2 separate regions of the Aedes albopictus genome follow, and region 2 is linked to region 1. Evidence: chromatin contacts called from public Hi-C data. All regions are on one chromosome and are shown on one strand. The core of a region is the stretch at or near the end of the contact, and the rest is flanking DNA. Distances in the headings are between cores, read along the strand shown. Region 1 holds the start of LOC109428178 (organic cation transporter protein). Region 2 holds the start of LOC109427872.

Region 1 (5,978 bases), core at 1,482-3,981:
ATTTTATGTTACATTTTTAAGCGTTCATTTCGCTTGATTGAAGTCATTTATGAGAAACTCTTGAGCTTGAGCTTGATTGACCGCCCGCAGTTGCTACTCCAGTATCGCCAGATCTGCTACACTCACACAAGGAACCAATGAGATAGCTGCTTGGGACTAACAGGCATCTTCAGTGTGTGAGCGTTGGTGGTCTTGTATTTTTAGGCGACAATGGTGCCTGCTGCGTCAGGTTGCAGGTCAATGGGGAAGGGGAGGGAAATGATTGCAATCGCTTGCCCACATCAGGCCGTTGAATCCTCTGCGCCTGCACAAGGTCCTGCGGATGTTGGTGTGTTGGTGGGAAATGTTTATTTTTGGCACATGGATCATGCATTGGTGCAAGGATGCCAGGCGTAAAGCGATAGATTGTGTGAAGATTACTGTGAAGCGGCACAGTTCGCTTGGTTGCATAACTTGTAGGCGTTATATGATAGATTGACACTGTGCTGTGATGAAAGTTGGAAGGAAAGTAGATAGAAAGATACAAAGTAGGAGGAAAGGGACGAGCCAGGGCTTGAACCCAGAACCATCTGCATATGAAGCGGTAGCCACTAGACCACCAAGTTCGTCTGAAGTCATTTATGAGAAACTCTTGTAATAAAAAATAATTATCTTTTGAATGCTCCAAAAATACGTTCAAAATTGAAGGTGACCCATCTTGCCCCGCGGCCGTTTATATAGAGATTATATGGAATGTATCGCATAAGAAAAATGGCTAAAACTATTTTATTTTTTATTTCCAATGAGAGTGAATAATTTTTCAATCAATGCCCAAAACTTTTGTATATTCATGCTGGTCATCTAACAAAATTATTAACATAATCAAAACATGAGTAATGCGTCCGAAAATGGCACTAACCCATCTTGCCCCGCGACCCATCTTGCCCCACTCCACCCTACAGGTACCCTATAACAAACAAAATAAACTGACAAAATGTTCACAAAATTTTACAAACGTAAAAAGCCGAAAGCGATACAAATTCGGGAGCGAATCGATATCAGCAATACCAGCACGATATCGCAACAAAGGCAGGCTTAAGAGTAAGGGTAAGTAAGTAAGTAAGTAAGTAAGTAAGTAAGTAAGTAAGTAAGTAAGTAAGTAAGTAAGTAAGTAAGTAAGTAAGTAAGTAAGTAAGTAAGTAAGTAAGTAAGTAAGTAAGTAAGTAAGTAAGTAAGTAAGTAAGTAAGTAAGTAAGTAAGTAAGTAAGTAAGTAAGTAAGTAAGTAAGTAAGTAAGTAAGTAAGTAAGTAAGTAAGTAAGTAAGTAAGTAAGTAAGTAAGTAAGTAAGTAAGTAAGTAAGCAAGTAAGTAAGTAATAAGTAAGTAAGTAAGTAAGTAAGTAAGTAAGTAAGTAAGTAAGTAAGTAAGTAAGTAAGTAAGTAAGTAAGTAAGTAAGTAAGTAAGTAAGTAAGTTAGTAAGTAAGTAAGTAAGTAAGTAAGTAAGTAAGTAAGTAAGTAAGTAAGTAAGTAAGTAAGTAAGTAAGTAAGTAAGTAAGTAAGTAAGTAAGTAAGTAAGCAAGTAAGTAAGTAAGTAAGTAAGTAAGTAAGTAAGTAAGTAAGTAAGTAAAATATTCCCTTTAGAGAATATAATATGTATTGATTTTAAGCCAGTCTAAGTTGTTTCAATCTTGGAGTAGCGGCTCGGTATGCTGGCAGACACTTAACTTATTTTCAATCAATCAATTAAAATCTGTGCTTATTGTTGCGAACAGTAGCATTTCAGTTAGATCTTGCCGTTTCGTTGAGAGCAAATTCTATTACCGTTGTATGGTGCTCATTGAATGTTTCTTTGTGTCATAACGATTTATCATTCGCATATTGAATCATTGAAAAATAGATCTAAAATTGGCGATAATGTACTAAGCACACATATGTTAAACCTTCTCAATATACCTCTTTTTACGGTATTTGTATGGTTGGCACAATTGAATCCATCAACGTTAACGGAGTAGTAGGAAAACGTCGTGCAAGTAAAATCAATAATTTCCCCGTGGACACTTCATACATCTCTACGCGTTCCTCTATCCATAAACAAACACAAACTTTCGCGACCCCCAGCCTCCTCCCTATTCGAACGGTATGGGCCAGGGCCACCCCAGAGTACAATAAAATAAACACTCGTCGCGCGACTAAGTGATGAAAAATTCGAAAAGGACTGATATGCGGGACTCGTATATCAACATGCTGTATCTCAAATCAGCCCCATTGACCGGTGATGGTTGCTATTTATTAGGATTCACAGTCTGCTCGTTCACGATCGGTCTGCTAGTAGGTATCTACATACTTCTATAAATACGCCACGGTGTGTCTGGTAGAAGAAATTTATTACAAAAAAATAGGCATCGCTAATTTTAACGTTACGTGAAAGTTGACGCTTCTAGCTTTCATTCAAGCCCAACATCGAAATATTCCATCGGGGGAACTTTTTCATACAAAAATTGGGTATGTTTGTTAAGTAGAAATAGGGATTAATTTGGAACCGTGCATTTTGTATGGGGAAACACAGTATTCTGAAAAAGTTGTTCGGGATCCCTCGGTGGATTTTTTTGAGGGACCCTGCAAATGAAAGCTGAAAGCCTCTATTTTTGAATAGCGAAAAATTTGACGATGCCTATTTTTTTGTTATAAACCTTTCCCATACACACGCCGTGACGCGTGTGTCGTTTAACCATTCGTATTGGCACTTGGGTTTTCTCTTCCCTGCCAGTTGAGCTTTCCCTCAGCTGTGAGGAGGAAGCTTTATTTAAAATGTGGGACAAGTTCAATGTTACATCAGTCGGTCCCACAGTAGACAGAACTGTTACTACATAGTTCGATTAGGCATTTGATTTCGTTCTCGTTTCGAATCCATCACTTCAAAGGGGGTACTTTCCACAGTATCAACCAAACGCTGTCGTCTAACCGAAGCTCACATGCGGGACCGATACTTAATTGTATTGCATGCCTCACAGTAGTTTAGTAATTGCCGCGTCTTTTGCTAAATCGAAGTGCCGAAGTGTGCTATGTGGGTGAAGAACAGAGCTAGTAGGACGTCTGAGTGTCCGCGTGGAATTGTTCTTGGTGTTCTATTTCGCGCTCTTAGTTTATACGGATAGGATCTCTCTCATACTGGTTCGCCTCAGATAACTTTTGTGCCTTACAGTGTGAACCTATCTTATAATTGTTTGATGAAAAGTACGACATTGTGCAATCTGTTTCATAATAGCGAAGCCCATCCATCAGACGGAAACTAAATTTGAAGTGTACGAAAAGATTTTCACCTATATGAACGTTGCACGCTACCTAGAAATAACTAAACAAGAATGGCGGATTTCCTGTCACCGATCATCAAAGATTTTGGAACCTGGCAACTCAGAGCGGTTATGCTGATACACTTGGTCAAAATTCCATCGTCTTGGTTCATGGCTTGCATAATTTTCACGGCTCCAGCTCCAAGGCCAGGTGAGATAATTTGAATTGGTGTATCCTCCTGGAATTCAAAAAAGTGAACAAACTTCACCTGATCTGCCGTTGCAGGTGAATACTACTGTAAGCCACCGATATCAATCAGTGATGACTTCAACAGAACAAAATGGATTATGGCATCTCATCCGGTGAAAGGAATAATAAGTGATGGAGGATTCGCCTTCGACTACTGTAACGTTTTTAATAATAGTCTACAGGTGAGAAAACATTTTTGGCATTCTGTGAATAGAAGAGATTGTTGCAAACAGTATCCCCCTTACGTTGATTGCCAACAAATATTCTCAACGCTCAGCTCAGCATGGTAGGTACCTTGTAGGAAGAACCGTTTTGATATTCTTCATTTCATTAGTAGGTGAGGTTAGGTGGTTCAATGCAACTTCTGATATAAAAAAAACTGGATTGTAGCCATATTTTTTCTCTCAATGATCGTACAATTAGTAATTGCTATTTCGTGATTGACTTGACCAATCAAAATTGCTCAACGAACCAACAAATGGGGCGCGGGGTTGACTGGTGACCTTCCTTAATGTGCATGCACCTTTGTAAGTCCTAAGCTTTATGAAGTGATTATCTTCACCGGGCACGTCCGTACGATTATCAAGGAAGGAAAGGTAAGATAGTGCGATATCCGTTGCCATTAGAAACCGATATCCCAAGTAACACACATGTCACAAAAGAGTCACGGCAGAGCATGTTTTTGGTTGCATACGACTTGTTTTCAAGTAATTCTAGCATTTGAGTTAGAATTACACAACGGTGGCTCCTGTGCAACCAAATAACTTCACTGCTGAGCCTCTTTTTTTGTATATGTAGAATGAAAAAAATCTGCCAAGAGGTGGTTCCTCGGGTTATGTGGATTTCGGCCCAGTTAACACTAATTCTCTCTCTTCCTTACCTTCGCGTTACGCCCGTTAGAGATAACTCCGAAAAGGTGGGGACTGTACATGAGTATTCTCTATTGGTTAGCGTTCCACTACTTACCACCTTAAGTTGTCCTCTTTCCCCTGGAAGCTTGGGCCCTGGCTTACTTTAGACTACCCGTTTACTCAAATTCCTGGATGAGGATAGAGGGGCTAACTCAACTTGCTGTTGGTCCGCCCGCCATTTTCTCTGCGCACTCTGGAAATGCGGGAGAACCTGTGTGTCTGAATTTGTGTAGATACCACCTAAAGCACCCATGGCCTGACAGAAATTGTATCAAGTGAAAGTTCACCTCGCTATGGGGCCTGTGTGTCCATCTACCCTTGCTAGAGGAATCCCAATCTCTGTCATTTCAACATCGACGATGTTCTGGCAATCCGTCTCGCGCCTCTTGTACCGCGTCTCTCGAAGCACTATTCGTCTTCCGCCACCACAAGTGCTATGGACATCATATCCGCTAGCACACATACCATGTCCTTTGACACCGTACGGTATGCGCTGATGGAGACCGCTACTGTCGCGAGAAGTCTACGCTTACTCGAGACTATCGCCGAGCTATTTGACATTTTCTTCGATAGTGCCATAATCTCCATGCTTGCCCTTTTGCGAGCATATTCCACGTGGCTGCCGAAGTTCAGCTTGTTATCGATCATGACTCCGAGTTGCTTGAGTGAGTGCTTGGAGTTGATCGTGCACCCGCCAGTGGTGACTACTGAATGTTGTTCAGACTTGCAGTTGTTTACCACGACCATCTCCGTCTTGTGGGGTGTGACCGCCAGCTGTCTCGACCTCATTCATTCATTGCGGCGTCACACGCACGGCTTAGAGTTCCGACTAGATACTCGCTGGACAGATCGTTGGTGTTACTCTCCATAAGCAATCGTTCGTCAAATGCCAGCCTATCGAAGCGTGAGACCAGCCATCCTCGATGACGAAGCCCTCGTGCGACGTGGAAATTATTTTCTGGATCGGGAAACGACCGGTTGTACGGGTCGTCGCTATCTTGGCCTTATCCGCTACTCAGTTTCCGTTATCGGGGAGGATGCGGTAGGAGTCTGCTAGTAGGGCGCTGTCGGTGTAGGGCGATGTGTGACTTGTGTCCTTGATCGAAGCACTTGAAACACGCCTCTGGTGGCGTATACATGCTGAACGGGCACACTGACCAGCGTACTCTTTTGTCCTCTAGGGCACTGCGTGAGCGATTTCAATTGGACGCTGCACTTTCACTTTTGTACAGCGCCTAAATGTATTCTATTCTAATTGTACTATATCGAACTGGTTGCCGTTGCGCTGCTGTCACTTTTTCTACCCTGTTCATGGGTAGAATGATGAGCACGAGGTTGTTGAAGCGTGGCTCTTGTTCCTTCTCCAGTCCGATTGGGGGTCCATTATGAGTTGCCGTTAGCCGATATCCAAGTTTCCGGGTCCGTTAGAGCATATGCTCAGAAGAGGGTCAGGTGTCAGCTGCTCTCGGGGAGAAGAGCAACTGACGAAAAATTGCAAGTGCCGTGGCTGGGATCGAACCCATGACCATCCACTTATGAAGTGAACGTG
Region 2 (5,978 bases), core at 1,413-3,912, 200 kb after region 1:
AATAATGTATATAAATGTAATAAACAATGATCGTACCACCTAATAAGGGCTTTTAAAAAGTTAGTCGGTAGTTTTTCATCCTAATTTGTTTGAAAAATATATGAAAACTATTATTTCAATCTGTTTTTGATAATAAATCGCTTGTGGCAACAGTAGACACGCTGTTCCTTTTATGGATTAAAAATTCAACTTAAGCTCCAATTGTTGCGTATCCCATTGAATTCATATGGGACCTAGTAGGTATGGGACTTTGGAGGATAGGAACTCTACCACCACAGTAGATACAAAGCAAATTTTGTTTTCAGATTGTTATCAATAACTTATTCATAGCAAAATTTGTTATTGACAAATTCGCTATTATTGAGTTGTTATTGAAACTAACAAAACGTGTTATTGAACGGGTCTTCCAGGAACATTGTTTTGTTATCATTTTTGTTATTTTGCCGCTTATGACAGACAAGTTTATAACATGATATGTTATGTAAATTACATGACAATAACTCTTTCCATTACTCAGTTATTTTTCCAAAATAACATATTTTATTATACTGTTGCTATTCTCTTCTGCTCGGGTATCCGTTACTTCGAAATTTATGTCATTCCTGATAAAAACAGCGAGTTGTTACATTAACAAATACTTTGGAAACAGGTAATATTATAGAATTGTGATCTAGATATCATTCTTAACCCTCCTTTGGTACTAGAGTCATTTTAGACCCAAACCGTACACCCTACCGGCGCTACGTTCTGCAATAACCTACAGTACTGGTGCTTAAAATCTAGGCTTCCGGGCCTGGCTTACTTACCTTACCGATCAGGCTAAGGCCGGGGTGGCCTCTGCTGTACATAGTAGCCGCCTCCATTCCACTCGGTCCATGGCTGTTTGTCTCCAGTTCCGCACTCTGCGTAGGGTCCGCAGATCGTCCTCCACTTGGTCGACCCACCTAGCTCGCTGCGCTCCACTTCTTCTTGTACCGGTCGGATGACTCTCGAGAACCATTTTAGTCGGGTTGCTATTCGACATCCTGATGACGTGACCCGCCCACCGTAGCCTCCCAATTTTCGCGGTATGGACGATGATTGGTTCTCTCAGCAGCTGATACAGCTCGTGGTTCATTCGCCTTCTCCAAGTCCCGTCTTCCATCTGCACTCCGCCGTAGATGGTACGCAACACCTTCCGTTCGAAAACACCAAGGGCACGTTGGTCCTCTGCACATAGGGTCCATGTTTCGTGCCCATAGAGAACCACCGGTCGGTCTAATCAGCGTTTTGTAGATAGTTAACTTCGTGTTACGGCGAACTTTATTCGAACGTAGGGTTCTACGGAGTCCAAAGAAAGCATGATTTCCTGCCACAATGCGTCTCTGAATTTCTCTGCTGGGGTCGTTGTTGGCGGTCCCCAGTGAGCCCAATTACACGAATTCTTCAACAGCCTCGATTTCATCACCGTCGATATAAATTCGGAGTGGTGGGCACGGTGATTCCTCCCTGGAGCCCTGGAGCAATGGAGCACGGAGACACATTTCGTTCATTTGAAACAAACATATTCATGTTTATTCGGTAAACTGGTAAAATTTTTAAAACTAAAATATTAATTTTTAAAACTAATTCAATTACATATTGATTTCTGCAATACCCATTGAAGAGCCCCCCGTTCCGCCTTCGAGAACATAAACAAAACTCTCAAGTTCCAGCTGCAGCACCAAACAAGATTTCCTCTTGCAAAAAAAATCAAGTTTCACCAAAAGTTTCCACGAAATCCCATTGATTTCGAGAGCGTATGTTATCTACATGATGCTGGCATTGAAAGTGCCACGCGGGAAGTGGGTTTTCCTAGAGAAGGAAATGACTTTGTAAATTTAATTGGAAAACAAATATTTCCGTAGGGCCGACCTGCCACAAAAAAAAACAAAAAAAAAATACATTTGTTTCTAACATAACCTGTCAGAAGATGCATGTTTGTTTCAAAAATGGATTGAATTTGCTTCAAATGTGACGTTCGATTTGCTCCAAACAGTTTTATTTTTGTTGCCAGAACAAATTGACAATTTGTTTGAGTTTACCTGAAATATTTTTGATTTTACCATGCTTTTTTCTGCGTGAGTGACAATAATTTTCTTATCAAAGTCACTCCCAACGTATTCATCTGTTTATGTTTCATTTAATACACGTTTACGGATCGGGTGGTATGAGATCTCCCTGATCATTGGTTTTTTTCTGTAAAATCAATGCTGCACAGTAGGGCTGGCCGCTTTAGTACTTGTAATACATTTTTACGATGTACTGCAAGTATTGATAATGACAAGGAAAAATGATAGAAATAGTCGATTCTATCATTTTTCAGGATTCTTTCAATGAATGGCTGTGTATGTGTAGACTAGACCAGTCTATACTAGACCTTGGACTAGACTAAAAACAAAGCTACACAATAAACCCAAGATAATTGAAAATGATCTCAATGATTATGACTCCTCTAGTCCGTCTAAAATCATTTAAAAAATGTAAAAAAAAACTTTGAGAAATAACTATGAGAGTGTTTACAACTACAGTTGAGTTGGGCTGTATCTCTCAAGTTGAGATGTAACGTCGCGGAAAAGAAGGAAAATACAAAAATATTGCATCCTATTGGGCGACATTTCCTCGGCAGCCGTGAAACCGTTATCATCGACCACGAGCGAGAGTTGAAATGCGCAATCAGCAACCAGCAGGGTACGATAAAATCCCGAAACAATAATTGAAGCCATTGCTAAAACCTATCAAACTCGCTTATCATATCGATGATGTGACTGGAGACTGTCGCGAAAGCCATCGTCGTAGACACAATTTACAAGCGTCTCTCCGGCTATCAGGGACAAAGTGAAATAAACCCACCAACAGTTTCACCAGGCCGTCATTCGAAGTGGCTGATTGTTTCAAAATAGTAACGCGAACGTAATTAATTGGCAAACTTCGAAATAGACAGAGGAGAAATCACGCGTAAAGGTGGAGCCAATGAACGGCGAATAAATAGAACTTGGTGTTTAGTATCAATGTGATAAAAGATCTGATAAGCAACATAACTATAAATCAATACGCGCACACGTAAAGTTTTGGAACGCAGATCGCAAGTTTGATTGGAACACGAATTTAGTTACATAGTGACTAAACAGTGGAAAACAAACACATTTTATTTGGTGCTTCCGTTTTTTTACTGAGCTGAATCCGAAAAAATAGTGCTAAATGTGGTGGGTTTTCCATGTGCTATGGTTAATTCTAGTGATAGGACTGTTTTTCCTCATATTGGTAAGTCAGATGTATCTAATTAAATAAAAAATGCAAGTTTGTTTTACCATTTTTTAAATTGGTAAGGAACAGTGTTGGTGTAATGAATTATGACTACCATGGCTACAGGTGTGGCGAACCACATTTAATCCTAATGTCTATATCAGCCTTGATATCAGCTCACAACGCTTCATCGATTCGCCTAATCCTGTTGGGCATTACATTCCAATTGACTCTATATTATAATCTATACTTGTCGGCTAACTGCTCTATGGTCTTCCTTTTTAATGATCCTCGGCGATTGAACAGCTATATTCAACACTGTATTTCAAGAAAAGTCGAACCCTAGCTTCCGAGATGGTAAGGCCAGTTCTCTATGTTGATGAGTTGTGATCTGGGCCCTGTAGCATAATCGGGCTAATAATATTAGCTACAAGTTACAAGTTACAAGTACTAATATTACAAGTGCTAATAATTTGTGTTGCATAAAGGCTCAATTTTCCACTAATATTATTAGCACTTGTAATATTAGTGAACATGAAAATACAAGTTATTTTGGTTCATTTACCTGTCAAAATTCATCCGACAGGTCACTATTAATTTGAAATGGCAGTTGATGTTTGTTTATATTCTGCATTTTCCGCGTAACATCCGGAAACAACTTCATTTATTCCGAAGTTTTGCATTCTTTATACGATAGATGAAGAAAAGCATATGCTGTGTGGATAATTTTCGGCCGCTATGACGAAATATTTTTTTACAAAGTATGGCACTGCAAGTACCTAGATTTTTAGTAAAATGTCCCAAAGATTTAATAGTACTGGTTGAAAAACAATATTTAAAGATTTAGCAACATGCATTATGCTTCTTGTTAAAATCTCAAGTGATCTGGGATGCAAAAATTGAGCTTTTACCTACTTTTATATGTCGCAACTCGATGCGAGTTAGTGTATGTATATTGTAGCTCTTGATTAGCTTAATGATGCGCAATACAAGCAATTGATTCAAATTTATTTCGCATCTGCAACTTTACCTGTGCTTATGCAGTGACCATAATAACCATAACTTTACCAAGAATCTCCAATCAAAGATGGGTATTGTAGAAACTTTGGAGAACTTGAGAGACTCAGCAGAAATTATATTCTGGATACAAAGTGTACATCAACGCAGTTTTCTCTTCAATAAGTTTAGAATACATACTGCCAAATTTAATCGTCGAAAACTGGAATTAAGGTTGACATGTTAGATAAATAATATCTTTTGAGTTCATCAAAATGGTAAATCGATATATTCAAAACTAAATATGACTTCTGCAATACTTTAAATCTAACTTGTAAATTATTTTACAAGACCTTTGAGACTTGTAATCGAAAGTACAAGTCATAGCTAATATTTTATACTTGTAGTTTGTTTATGCAACATACACTTGTAAATTCTACTAATAATATTAGTCCATCCGACTTGTAGTATTGGACTTGTAACTTGTACTTGTAGTATTTTTATGCAACAGAAAATTATAAGTTACAAGCTACAAGACTAATATTATTAGTAAAATTTTCATTATGCTACAGGCCCCTGGTCCTGCAAAAAGGCAACAAGATAAGAATACTAACCAAAATCAATGACAACGATAAGGACTAGCAATTGGCTATTCGGTACGTGGAACTACATATCTGTTAACTTCATCAGAAGCATCCGCATTCTCGCCGGTCTAACAAAGGCAACTGTTTTGACATCGTAGTGCTGCACAGTAATGCACTCCAAAATTACTGTACAACATTGCACTTGAAGAAGCAATTAGGATGTCTGATGTGCAGAGGATTGGCACTACCATCGCACGGTCGCACATGCGACCGATGCTTTCGATCTCGTCGGCATCGATCAAATAGCAGTGGAGGAGTTTTTTGTTTCTCTGAAGAAGAAGACAGCGAAGAAAGGCCTAAAAACCAGCAATCAATAGGGCACTGCATACAAAATCAAAACAATGCAGTGTCCTATAACGACCGATACGAAGTACATAACTTCAGGCCTTCAGACAGAGGCAGGCCTTCTAGGGGTAGTGCTGAGGTAGTGATTAATGTTGAACGATACATTATGTTGTGCAAGATCAAGTTAGCCTTGGATTGGTTGGATTATACTATTTGACGGCCAGAGCGAAAAATACATTTATTCCGTTTTGAGTCTCCGAACAAGATAGTTTGATCATAGATTATCTGTGCTATCACGTATCAACAGGTTATGGTGCCCAGAGTTGCTCGAAAATAGTGCTAGAGTTTTGAACGCGGTAACTGCTAAGGATGCTTGTAGTAGGCTACGGACCTATTACATCAAGAATTCATCGATGGGCAAAGTTGCTCTGATCAAGAAATTGTCGAAAACAGAACTTTCCTAGGTAGGTGATTTGCGTCAACATCTGATGGAGTTAGAACAGCTCTTCGAGAAGATAGAGAACGCGGGGTGTCGCATGGATGAGGATATGAAAACACGGTTGCTGCGATACAGGGAGGAATGAAAGTTTTCACGATGAATTTTGTCAAGTTGAAGTTACTGGAAGAATATGATCGACGTACTCAAGGGGGCAAATTTGAAGATTCCAAAGCGATGATGGTGAAAGCACTTCGGAAATCGAGAACAAGCGGTTGTGTTACGCATGTGAAAGCCCAGAACATTTGATTCGTGACTGTGACAAGCTGGAAATTATGCGCGAGAAGACTTCG

Evidence for each region. A called contact is a pair of places that touch in the nucleus more often than the background predicts.
Region 2: a contact with region 1 is called in a Hi-C map of whole body, with 6 times the contacts expected there. The contact joins the promoter of LOC109427872 here to the promoter of LOC109428178 in region 1. A contact is called at or near these places in 2 of 3 Hi-C or Micro-C datasets (whole body and whole pupa).

What each region holds. Positions count from the first base shown.
Region 1 is chr2:252,625,474-252,631,451 of AalbF5, forward strand. It overlaps LOC109428178 (organic cation transporter protein), which reads left to right and starts at 2,732. Exons shown (of 10, transcript XM_019703866.3): 1 at 2,732-3,479; 2 at 3,555-3,700. The coding sequence starts at 3,341.
Region 2 is chr2:252,822,567-252,828,544 of AalbF5, forward strand. LOC109427872 reads left to right here and starts at 2,663. Exons shown (of 4, transcript XM_019703457.3): 1 at 2,663-3,282. The coding sequence starts at 3,220.